2 separate regions of the Gossypium hirsutum genome follow, and region 2 is linked to region 1. Evidence: chromatin contacts called from public Hi-C data. All regions are on one chromosome and are shown on one strand. The core of a region is the stretch at or near the end of the contact, and the rest is flanking DNA. Distances in the headings are between cores, read along the strand shown.

The links. Hi-C and Micro-C count contacts between places; a contact is called where the count stands out from the background.
Region 2: a Hi-C map of leaf shows a contact between it and region 1, with 1.8 times the contacts expected there. The contact joins the promoter of LOC107899292 here to the promoter of LOC107899279 in region 1. A contact is called at or near these places in 2 of 34 Hi-C or Micro-C datasets (both in leaf).

Annotation. Positions count from the first base shown.
Region 1 is chrD04:43,800,206-43,805,370 of Gossypium_hirsutum_v2.1, forward strand. It overlaps LOC107899279 (diaminopimelate epimerase, chloroplastic), which reads left to right and starts at 2,538. Exons shown (of 9, transcript XM_016824948.2): 1 at 2,538-2,912; 2 at 2,994-3,161; 3 at 3,586-3,656; 4 at 3,834-3,891; 5 at 3,973-4,152; 6 at 4,638-4,722; 7 at 4,899-4,958; 8 at 5,041-5,114. The coding sequence starts at 2,637.
Region 2 is chrD04:44,263,970-44,269,134 of Gossypium_hirsutum_v2.1, forward strand. It overlaps LOC107899292 (pentatricopeptide repeat-containing protein At3g53700, chloroplastic), which reads left to right and starts at 2,178. Exons shown (of 1, transcript XM_016824960.2): 1 at 2,178-4,880. The coding sequence starts at 2,355. The coding sequence ends at 4,616. LOC107899293 (UNC93-like protein 3) reads left to right here and starts at 4,911. Exons shown (of 9, transcript XM_041091222.1): 1 at 4,911-5,165.

The DNA of each region.
Region 1 (5,165 bases), core at 1,288-3,787:
GAAATTTTTGTTAAGTGTTGGTAAGTGAGCATCTAGTGATTTTATGTGCTTGATTTGATTGATTATAATGGTGGACTAAGCAAGCATGCTGGAGTTTTTGGTTCTTGGTATGTTGATATTTCAATTGATAAATGAACATTGATAATAGGTAATTTTATGCTAGATTTAATTTGATGTTGAAATGGCTGCGTTACATGGTTTATATATGCATTTTGGCACTTTAAATTGAGCACATTATTGATTGAAATTATGTTATGATTGATTTGTTATATTTGCATTATAGCATGATGGATCCATTGGATATAGTTGACATGCCATAGGATTTGTGAGTACTCACCATATTGATATGTTATTTGTGAGCAATGAGGCTCCAGGTGGACTGATTTGGATTAGATATGGGAGTGTTGAGCTTGTGTCTCCACTCAACGGGACTGATTTGAGGCGATATAAGGGAGAGTGTGGCCTCGGCTCGCTCAATCCAAGATTGATTCTGATTCTGATTCTGATTGGGAGTGGGGAGATTCGTTTATTCGATGTATGATCACCCGATTAAGCCATGATTGTATATGCCAATATAAATGTGATCACCCGATTAAGCCATGATTGTATATGCCAATATAAATGTATGAAATGTTATATGCTAAATTGTTGATTATATGCCATGATTAATTATGATTTTTGATACATGGTTGAGCATATGACATTGAACTATTATGGATTGATATTGTGATTGAAAATTTGTATTTGATTGGTTTCAATTTAAGCATGATTTGGGTGCTAATTTACTCGTCATTTTATAAACATTCACTGATATTTTTAAGCTCACACCTACACATTCGTGTAGTTAATCGCCGGAATTGAGGAGCCGAGGAGCCGAGCAAGAGTGTTCCAAGAGATTAAGGCTCGGTAGAGATTTAGTTACACGTTTTAGAGATGTTAATCAAGCATTGTGGAACTTCCGAGACTTAGTTTAATTTTAGTTGTAATTGGACTTGGACATTGGACATTTTTAATTTTGGATGATTTTATAATATCATATATGCATGTTTGAGTTTGATTATTGAATAATTTAAGGTGTATTGTTGCTTGATAACATGGTGTGTGAGGCATGATGTTTACACTAACCATTGTTTAAATGAAGCTTCCGTGGAGTGGTTTACTAGCTACTAAGGTACGCCACTTGTTTTAATTAACCGATGGGTGATATGCATGAAATTGAATGTTTAATTCTATTTAATTGAGGCTTAATTGGTGTTAATAAATTCAATTGAAGGTGTATGAATATGTATGATATTTAATTGTAGTTAAATCGGGTTTAATTGGCCATTAAAATACTCAAAATCGGGTTTAAAATCAAATTTTTCGCACAAAAAACTACAATGGACTGTTGGGGGTTTGAATTATGGTATTTTTAAATTAGTTCTCTAGTCCGTTTAAATTACAAATTAGTCATGTAACTTGATAAGTCTAATTAGAGCCTTAAATGATAAGGAAACTTGATAAAATTTTAGGTTTAGACTTTTAATTGATAAAATTAGTCATGTAACTTGATAAGTCTATTCGGGCATAGTACTGATAGTTTGAAATTGTTACGATTTAGTCCTTAATGATAAAACTTGAATTAGACATAGAAAATAGAAAATAAACTCGGATTAAGCTAAAATTTTTAAGGCTTATATAAATTGACTAAAAGAGGGTTGGTAAATGTATAGATCTAAATTCGGGTTAGTTTAATCGTAGGTAGTAAAATGACAAAAATACCCTTAAATTAAATTACTTATAAAAAGTTTAAAATTGGTTGACATTGCTTCCACATTGGATAAGATTGATGTGTTATAAGGTCGGGGTGTGTCTTGAGAGGTCGTTAGTCGGAAAGTCACTTAGGTGACTAATGTAACGCTTCGAATTTGGGCTGATTTGTCATGGTCGAGTTTAGGGTGTCATAAATGATATGGGGGAGTTCCCATAATTAAAACAAGTTATTTTATTTGAGAGCATTTTAGGTTTTTCATTTTAACAAAAACCAATAAAAATATGCATATAATGATATTTAAATTTGTGCTAATTGTATATGTAAAACATTAAATTTACCACTCGACCAAAACTTTATTTTGATATATTTTTACATTTTTAATTTAATATGCATAATTTATTATCTCTACTAGTTGATATATATTCATAAAATATTATTAATTGAGTTAGTGTCATAAGTTAACTTAACACTAATTCACAATTAAAAATAACACCATAATAAATAACTGTACTAATGCATTTAATATTATTAATATAATTTTTATGCCTGGGATAACATTTCTAGCAAGAGATGGTTGCAACCGTAAAGATTTAGAGTTGGATCTGGTACACAAAGATCTACAAGCTTGTGCTGAGCTCAACCCGAAGTATCGTATACAATATTTTATCTCAATAATTTTCTCATGATCATGATATCTGATCAAATCTCTTCATAGTCAAACGGGTTACACGATTCACAATCCGCGTACGATCCCACCACCTCTCTTACATAACAAAGACAAAAATGAAAAATCAGTTGCCCTTTCCAATTTTTGACTGCAAAAACGCCACCGCAACACTAAAAACCCGCCGTCTCAAATCAAACGAAGAAACCAAAAGCTTCGATGGCCATCGCCGCCGCCATTTCCCTCTCCCTCCCGCCACAAACTCGCCGTTCCTCTGCCTCCATCGCCGCCCCTTTTCGATCAACTTCTTCTCTTCATTTCGATTCTCTTCGTTCCAACTTTTCTTCTCTTAAAAACCCTAACCTTCGAGTCTCTGCATCTTCCATGAGCATCGGAACTCCAGAGAAAATCTCCACGACGTCGTTCCTTGACCGAAGGGAAAGTGGATTTCTTCACTTCGTTAAGTACCACGGCCTTGGGAACGATTTCATTTTGGTAATTTCTCCAGTTCATTTATGTTTAGCTGAAAAAATGTAGCAGAAATTGCCTTAGCTGAATTCTTGTTTATTGCCGTAGGTTGATAACAGGGACTCGACGGAACCGAGGGTTACGCCGGAGCAAGCGGTGAAGTTGTGCGATAGGAACTTCGGTATCGGAGCTGATGGAGTGATTTTTGCGATGCCCGGAGTCAACGGTACCGATTATACTATGCGAATCTTCAACTCCGATGGCAGCGAGCCCGAGGTAATCAGCTTTTCCTTGCTCAAAAGTTGCTAAAAGACGTATATATTAGTAAATATATTTGATTCAAACTGAAACCAAACTTTCAGTATAAATACAAGTTAAAACTTAACTATCCTGTATAAAAATAATTTCATGCCTTAACACAGTTCTTATTTATGTTTTTAATTGTTTAAATTCATTTAGCAATGAATCTACCTTTTCTATTTTGTATCCAAATGCTTATTTATTTGCCTTTTCTATCAAAACTAAAAGTCAGTTAGTGAAAGTGATAACTAAATGGGGACTTAGTGTGTCACTTTGATTCTTTGGTTCTCTGGTTGAATCACTGAAATTGAATATTGAGTGGTTTCTTGGATCAATTATGTGTTTTTTACGTAAAAATAGAATTTTGGCTTTATTTTTTAATTAATATTTTTTCTTCTAGATGTGTGGTAATGGGGTAAGGTGCTTTGCGAGATTCATTGCCGAACTTGAGAATTTACACGGGAAGCAAAGGTATAGTTAATGGCGTGTACTTCTATGTTCCGAGCAGTCATAATGTTGCCTTTTGTATATGTTTGAAGCAATGTGTTATTCTCTTTGTCCTAAAATGCGGCTTCATTGTTAAAAAGTCAGTTTGAAGTTTTATGCTGAAATGTCTTTGGGGTTTCATTCTCTTCTAATTTTATGCAGTTTTACTGTGCATACTGGTGCGGGATTAATTGTTCCCGAAATTCAAGAAGACGGAAAGGTATTTTATTTGGCATCTTATATGTTGCAGTACTCCATCTATGGTGCTTAATGCATCTGACATGGAGCTGCATGATCTCAGGTTAAAGTTGATATGGGTGAACCAATTCTTAAAGCATCAGATGTTCCTACAAAGTTACCAGCAAATAAAGATCAAGCTGCTGTTAAAGCAGATATCAATGTAGATGGAGTAACTTGGAATGTGACTTGTGTTAGCATGGGAAATCCACATTGTGTGACTTTTGGAAACAGACAAAGCCAGGTTTGTATTTTGGGTGATGATTGGTGAGAAGATTAGTCTGGATGTTATATTTATATGAACTATTCTTAACTATACTTCCTCTGCAATATTCAAATATTTTTGCTTGTTATTTACTGCCTAGTAAACTTTTTGACTCGAGGTTTGGCTTGTAGCAGACAACAAGACATCTACCCGTGCCGAACTTTTGTTGGCATATCAATTATGTGCATGGGCCTGAGTAGCATAAACCTTTTACCCATTGTATGCTTCAAGTGAAGAACAACACTAGGAACTGTTAAAAGAGCTGTTTGTTTTAGCCAATTTCGTACAATAACCTACTATTCATTGATGCCTGCGAAAATTGTCTTTTACATTGAATTACTTGTTCTAGAAGAAAATGCTTTCATTGACTGATGTCTTCAGATACATTTCCTCTATTCTTCCTTCTCTTTTCATTTGCATTTCTAATACTTCCCTTCTTTTGCTTAATGATTGCGATTGAGCAGAATTTGACCGTTGATGAACTAAATTTAGCTGCAATTGGTCCTAAATTTGAGCATCATGAAATGTTCCCAGCTAGGACCAACACAGGTTAGTTATTATCTAATCTCTGAGATGATGTTAAGCAATCAATTCCTTGGGTAACATCTATTAGCACAGCTTCATGCTTTTTGAATGTGATGAAATGGTTTTCCTATTACATGATTGTCATTTATCTCTGTTAAGCAAATCCACTCTCTAACCATGATTATGCCTTGTCTTGTTAGAATTTGTGGAAGTTTTTTCTCATGAACACTTGAAAATGCGTGTTTGGGAGCGTGGAGCAGGTACTCCCATGTGCAGATATAAATGAGCCATCATTTTGGGTTCTTGTTCTTGTTAAAAGCTCATGTCAATTGCCTTTCACAGGAGCAACACTGGCTTGTGGAACTGGAGCTTGTGCTGTGGTGGTTGCAGCTGTTCTCGAAGGACGTGCTGGGAGGGTTAGTGTTGTTCTGGAATGTTTAAATAGTGTTAATGAAATAAGGTCAATG
Region 2 (5,165 bases), core at 928-3,427, 460 kb after region 1:
GAAATCTTCTTTCGACATCTCAACGGTGCCTTCGAACTAGCTCGGATACCACTTATCATGGAGCTAGATCTTTCGTCTCGCGATCCGTGCGGCCTTAGGTGATCCATTCGTCCAAACTCGCTTAAGTCAACCTTTACTCATGTGAGGATTCCTTTAGAACTCCTCTAAGAAACCAATTTGTATAGCGGAAGCGATTTATGCCAAAAGAAGCAACAAAAGAACAACAGAAAGAGCGCACACAAGATGTTTGAGTAAATGCTCTCAATATTATCTTATTCACAAAGAATAATGAAACAATGAATAAAGTGAGTACAAATGAGGGGGAGACTCTCTATTTATAGTTGAGCTCCCCTGAAATTGACGGTCAAGATACATTTACATCAACGGACGATATTAACTATATCTCTTAAATCATGGGATTTACAACATATGCCTTATCAAATCTAATCTAATCTTTACAAGATATGATTCTATCAATCTTCTAAGATTAGTTACCAAAATAGCCTAAGTTGCCAAATCTTGCTTATCGGGCCAACCAGGCTTCAATCTAACAAGTTTCTCCAACAAGTTACCGAATCGGACTAGTTCTTACCGGCCAAATGATCTCCATCTAAACAATAAACCTCCATCAGATGCATTTGGTGCGACGGTCATGGGCTTTGAACTGCGGCCCGTGACATTAGATAGGGGTATCTAGGTAACATCAAGGAGCTTTTCGTGAAACTAAAACCGACAACAAAAAAGAGGTTTTTGGAAAGTGGAGGGGGTGTCAATTCATTTCTTTAATTGGATACGGTTTTTAGGTTTCCTTTAGTTTTGTCGTTTCATTTTTCTACTATGTAGGTCTTTATCTGCTGGGCCTTGTTTCTGTTTTGGATTTAACCGACATTTGTTGGACTTTCTCTTTTGTTCTAGGATTGTTTTAGTATTTCTATAAAATCCAGTCTGTTTATTCAAAAAAAATTATTTCAACTAAATTCAACCATTATCATTCCTACCAACAACTAAAAACTAAGTTTAATTCTAATCTAATTCACCAAATTTTAGGTAGTATTTAGAAAATTATCTAGTAATTGAATTTGGGTGTAATTATTTGTAATTACACATGAACGATATGTTTGGGTAACCATTGTAATTAGTGGATCCCATTGAATTGGGTGTAATTGGAGCTCCAATTACACTTTTCAATTCTTAGGGAGAGAATGAGAATGAGATTAATTACCTAGATAATTATATCCAAATTCAATTATCCTATGACTTTCTAAACACTTATACATGATTTAACTTTAAGAAATTATTTTTTATACAAGTTTAAGTTATAAAAATTATATTATAAGTATGAACATGTATAAGTGTTTAGGATGGTTATGACAAAAAATTTCTAAAATTGTATTATAAACATTAAAAGTTTATATGATAAAAATAATTCATGTTCATTTTATAAAATTATAATAAAAAATATATTATTTAAATCCTAAAACATTTCTAAAGTTATGACAAAAAAAGTATATTGTAAAACATGTTATAAAAGTGTTATAAAAAGTGTTACAATATATATATTTACATGTTTATTTTTTTATTATTTTTATTAGTAAGTGTATTATCGACTATTTTATTAGACTAATATAATACATATGATTATTTAATTTTATTTTTTGTTACTCATTTAATGAAAAAAACTATTCTATTAATAGTTTTTATAATAATTAATATTATTTTTAATATATTTAATTGTATATTACAAATTGTACAACCAAACGTGATATAAAAAATTATGATGTAACTATACTCTGTTAGCCAAATTTATTTAGAGAATTACAATTCTTTATAATTACATTATAATATAATTATTACTGCACTTTTTGTAGAAATAGAATTCAGGTGAAACTGCAAGCAACATATCCAAATTTAAACTTCTAAATAAGAATTAGGCAATCATACTCTTTTTTTTTTTTTATTAAGCTGGGTTTTCAAATAAAACTAAGAGTTGAGTGAAATAACGATAATCAACTCTGCCTTCTTTCTTTTATCTTCCCCACAAGATGGGCCAAAACTTGCCATTGGCGGATTAATGCTGAGAGACTGAAATGGGTTTTCTTTTTATTGTTGGGCCAGACACTAAAATGCTAAACTCCGATAAAACGACGTCGCTCTTGTTTCCTCTCTCTGTCTGTCCGTCTTTCCGGTTTTAAAGGATTACTTTGTCAGACCGACGCACCTGAAGCATGGAATGACCCTAAATATCTCTAATCTTTCCCACACTTAGTCGCTCGTTGCTTTGCTGAATGCTAAGCTGAATCTCTCTCTTCCTTAGCACAAAACATATATAATTCAAGGGGAAAAAGAAAACACACATGTCTTCCTCTACATGTTTCAAATGCTACCCTTGGTCTTACTCTCCTTTCCCTTTCTTCCAAAAACCCACTTCACCTTTCTCCTCCATCTCCTTCTCATCTACTCAACCAAACCAAACCCAATTCCCTCTCTCCCACGACTTCACTCCAACTCAACTCCTCCACACCCTCCGCCGCCAAAACGACGAGTCCTCTGCTCTTCGCTTATTCGATTGGGCCTCTAAGCAACCCAATTTCACCCCCAACTTATCCATCTACGAGGAACTCCTCACCAAGCTTGGAAAACTCGGCTCCTTCGATTCCATAAAGCTTATTTTACAACAAGTGAAGCACTCCGGTTGTGAGCTTCGTACAGGTACTTTCTTAATTCTTATCGAAAGTTATGCCGAGTTCGGTTTGTACGATGAAATTCTCCATGTTGTTGAGCTGATGGAAGGTGAGTTCGGGTTAAAAGCCGACACCCATTTTTATAATTTCTTGTTGAATGTTCTGGTGGATGGGAACAAGTTAAAGTTGGTAGAAATTGCTCATGATGGGATGGTTAGTAGAGGGATTAAGCCTGATGTTTCTACTTTCAACATATTGATTAAGGCTTTGTGTAGTGCGCATCAAATTAGGCCGGCCATTTTGATGATGGAAGAAATGCCTAGTTATGGTTTAGCCCCTGATGAGAAAACGTTTACCACCATAATTCAAGGGTTTATTGATGAAGGTAATATGGATGGCGCTTTGAGGTTTAGGGGACAAATGGTGGAGGCTGGTTGTCCGATTACTAATGTGACCGTGAATGTTTTAGTACACGGGTTTTGTAAGGAAGGTAGGGTTGAGGAAGCCTTGGATTTTATACAAGAGATGTCGGAGAATGACGGGTTTTACCCAGATCAGTTCACCTTCAATACGTTGGTGAATGGTTTGTGTAAGGCAGGTTTTGTTGAACATGCTTTGGAAATCATGGATGTGATGCTTCGAGAAGGGTTTGATCCAGATGTATTCACATACAACTCTTTAATTTCGGGATTGTGTAAAATTGGTGAGATTGAGGAGGCAGTGGAGGTTTTAGACCAAATGGTTTCGAGGGATTGTTCACCTAACACTGTTACTTATAATACTTTGATTAGCACCCTTTGTAAGGAGAACCAAATTGAAGAGGCCACTGAGCTTGCACGTGTACTTACAAGTAAGGGGATTTTACCTGATGTTTGCACATTTAATTCTTTGATACAAGGTCTGTGCCTGACGAGAAATCATACTCTTGCTTTGGAATTGTTTGAGGAGATGAAGAATAAAGGGTGCCAACCCGATGAGTTTACCTACAACATGTTGATTGATAGCTTTTGTTGTAGAGGGAAACTAGAGGAAGCTTTAAGCCTGCTTAAAGAAATGGAGTCAAGTGGCTGTGCGCGGAATGTTATTACTTATAATACTTTGATTGATGGATTCTGCAAAAACAAGAGGATCCAAGAAGCAGAGGAAATCTTTGATGAGATGGAGCTTCAAGGGGTTTCAAGAAATTCCGTGACCTATAACACCCTCATCGATGGTCTCTGCAAAAACAGGCGGGTAGAAGAGGCAGCTCAGCTTATGGACCAAATGCTAATGGAAGGATTGAAGCCTGACAAGTTCACATACAATTCTTTGCTTACATACTTTTGCAGGTCTGGTGATATTAAGAAGGCAGCGGATATTGTCCAAACCATGACTTCAAATGGGTGTGAACCAGATATTGTCACATATGGGACCCTGATTGGGGGCCTTTGTAAGGCAGGTAGAGTTGAGGTTGCAAGTAAACTCCTTAGAACTATTCAGATGAAAGGGATGGTTTTAACTCCACATGCTTATAACCCTGTTATTCAAGCACTATTTAGACGAAAGAGAGCTAATGAAGCTATGAGGCTTTATCGAGAGATGTTGGAGAAGGGTGACCCTCCAGATGCCATCACATATAAGGTAATATTTCGCGGCCTTTGTAGTGGTGGAGGACCAATTGGAGAAGCTGTTGATTTTGTAGTTGAGATGACCGAGAAAGGATTTTTACCCGAATTCTCATCATTTTATATGCTGGCTGAAGGACTTTGTGCTTTATCTATGGAGGATACCTTAATTACGCTGGTTAATATGGTGATCGGTAAAGCTAACTGTTCAGACAGTGAGGTTTCCATGATAAGAGGTTTTCTTAGAATCCGTAAATTTCAAGATGCATTGGCTACCCTCGGAAACATCCTGGACAGCAGAAAGCAGAAGAAACCTTACTGGTCAAGATGAAGCTAGATAGTGCTCCTAGTAAACATGTTGCAAAGAAGAGGCTTCATTGTTCATTATATGTGTATTTTGAGTGTAAGTTCTTATCCTACTGTTAATGGAGCATGAATTTGTTCCCAATTTTGATGGAAGATGCAATGCTTGTACTCAGAATTTATTAGATTTTGTGTTCCATTTTTCAATTTTTCAGGCACTGATGCATTGTTGTAATGAACCAGCATCTCTATTTTATCTGCAGAAACAGCAACGTTTATCTTTTCCCCTTAACCTTCTCAGACTGCAGTCATGCTGCATTATTGCAGGAATTTGTTTTTAACATCGTACACGGTCTGAATTAGTCCAGGAATTTTATTACAAAAACAAATAAAAAAGACTTCTTTTTTAAGTTGCACTTGCAGCTAGCCCAAAGCCTTGTTTTTGCAAGGATGGCCGTAAAGGAAAAGGAAAAAATTAACCCAAATATATAAAAGATGAATCGAACTTAGTGGATGTTGAATGTTCTATAATCTTGTTCCGAGAGATCGATCCTTCTTCCATAGAACACGTATGGCA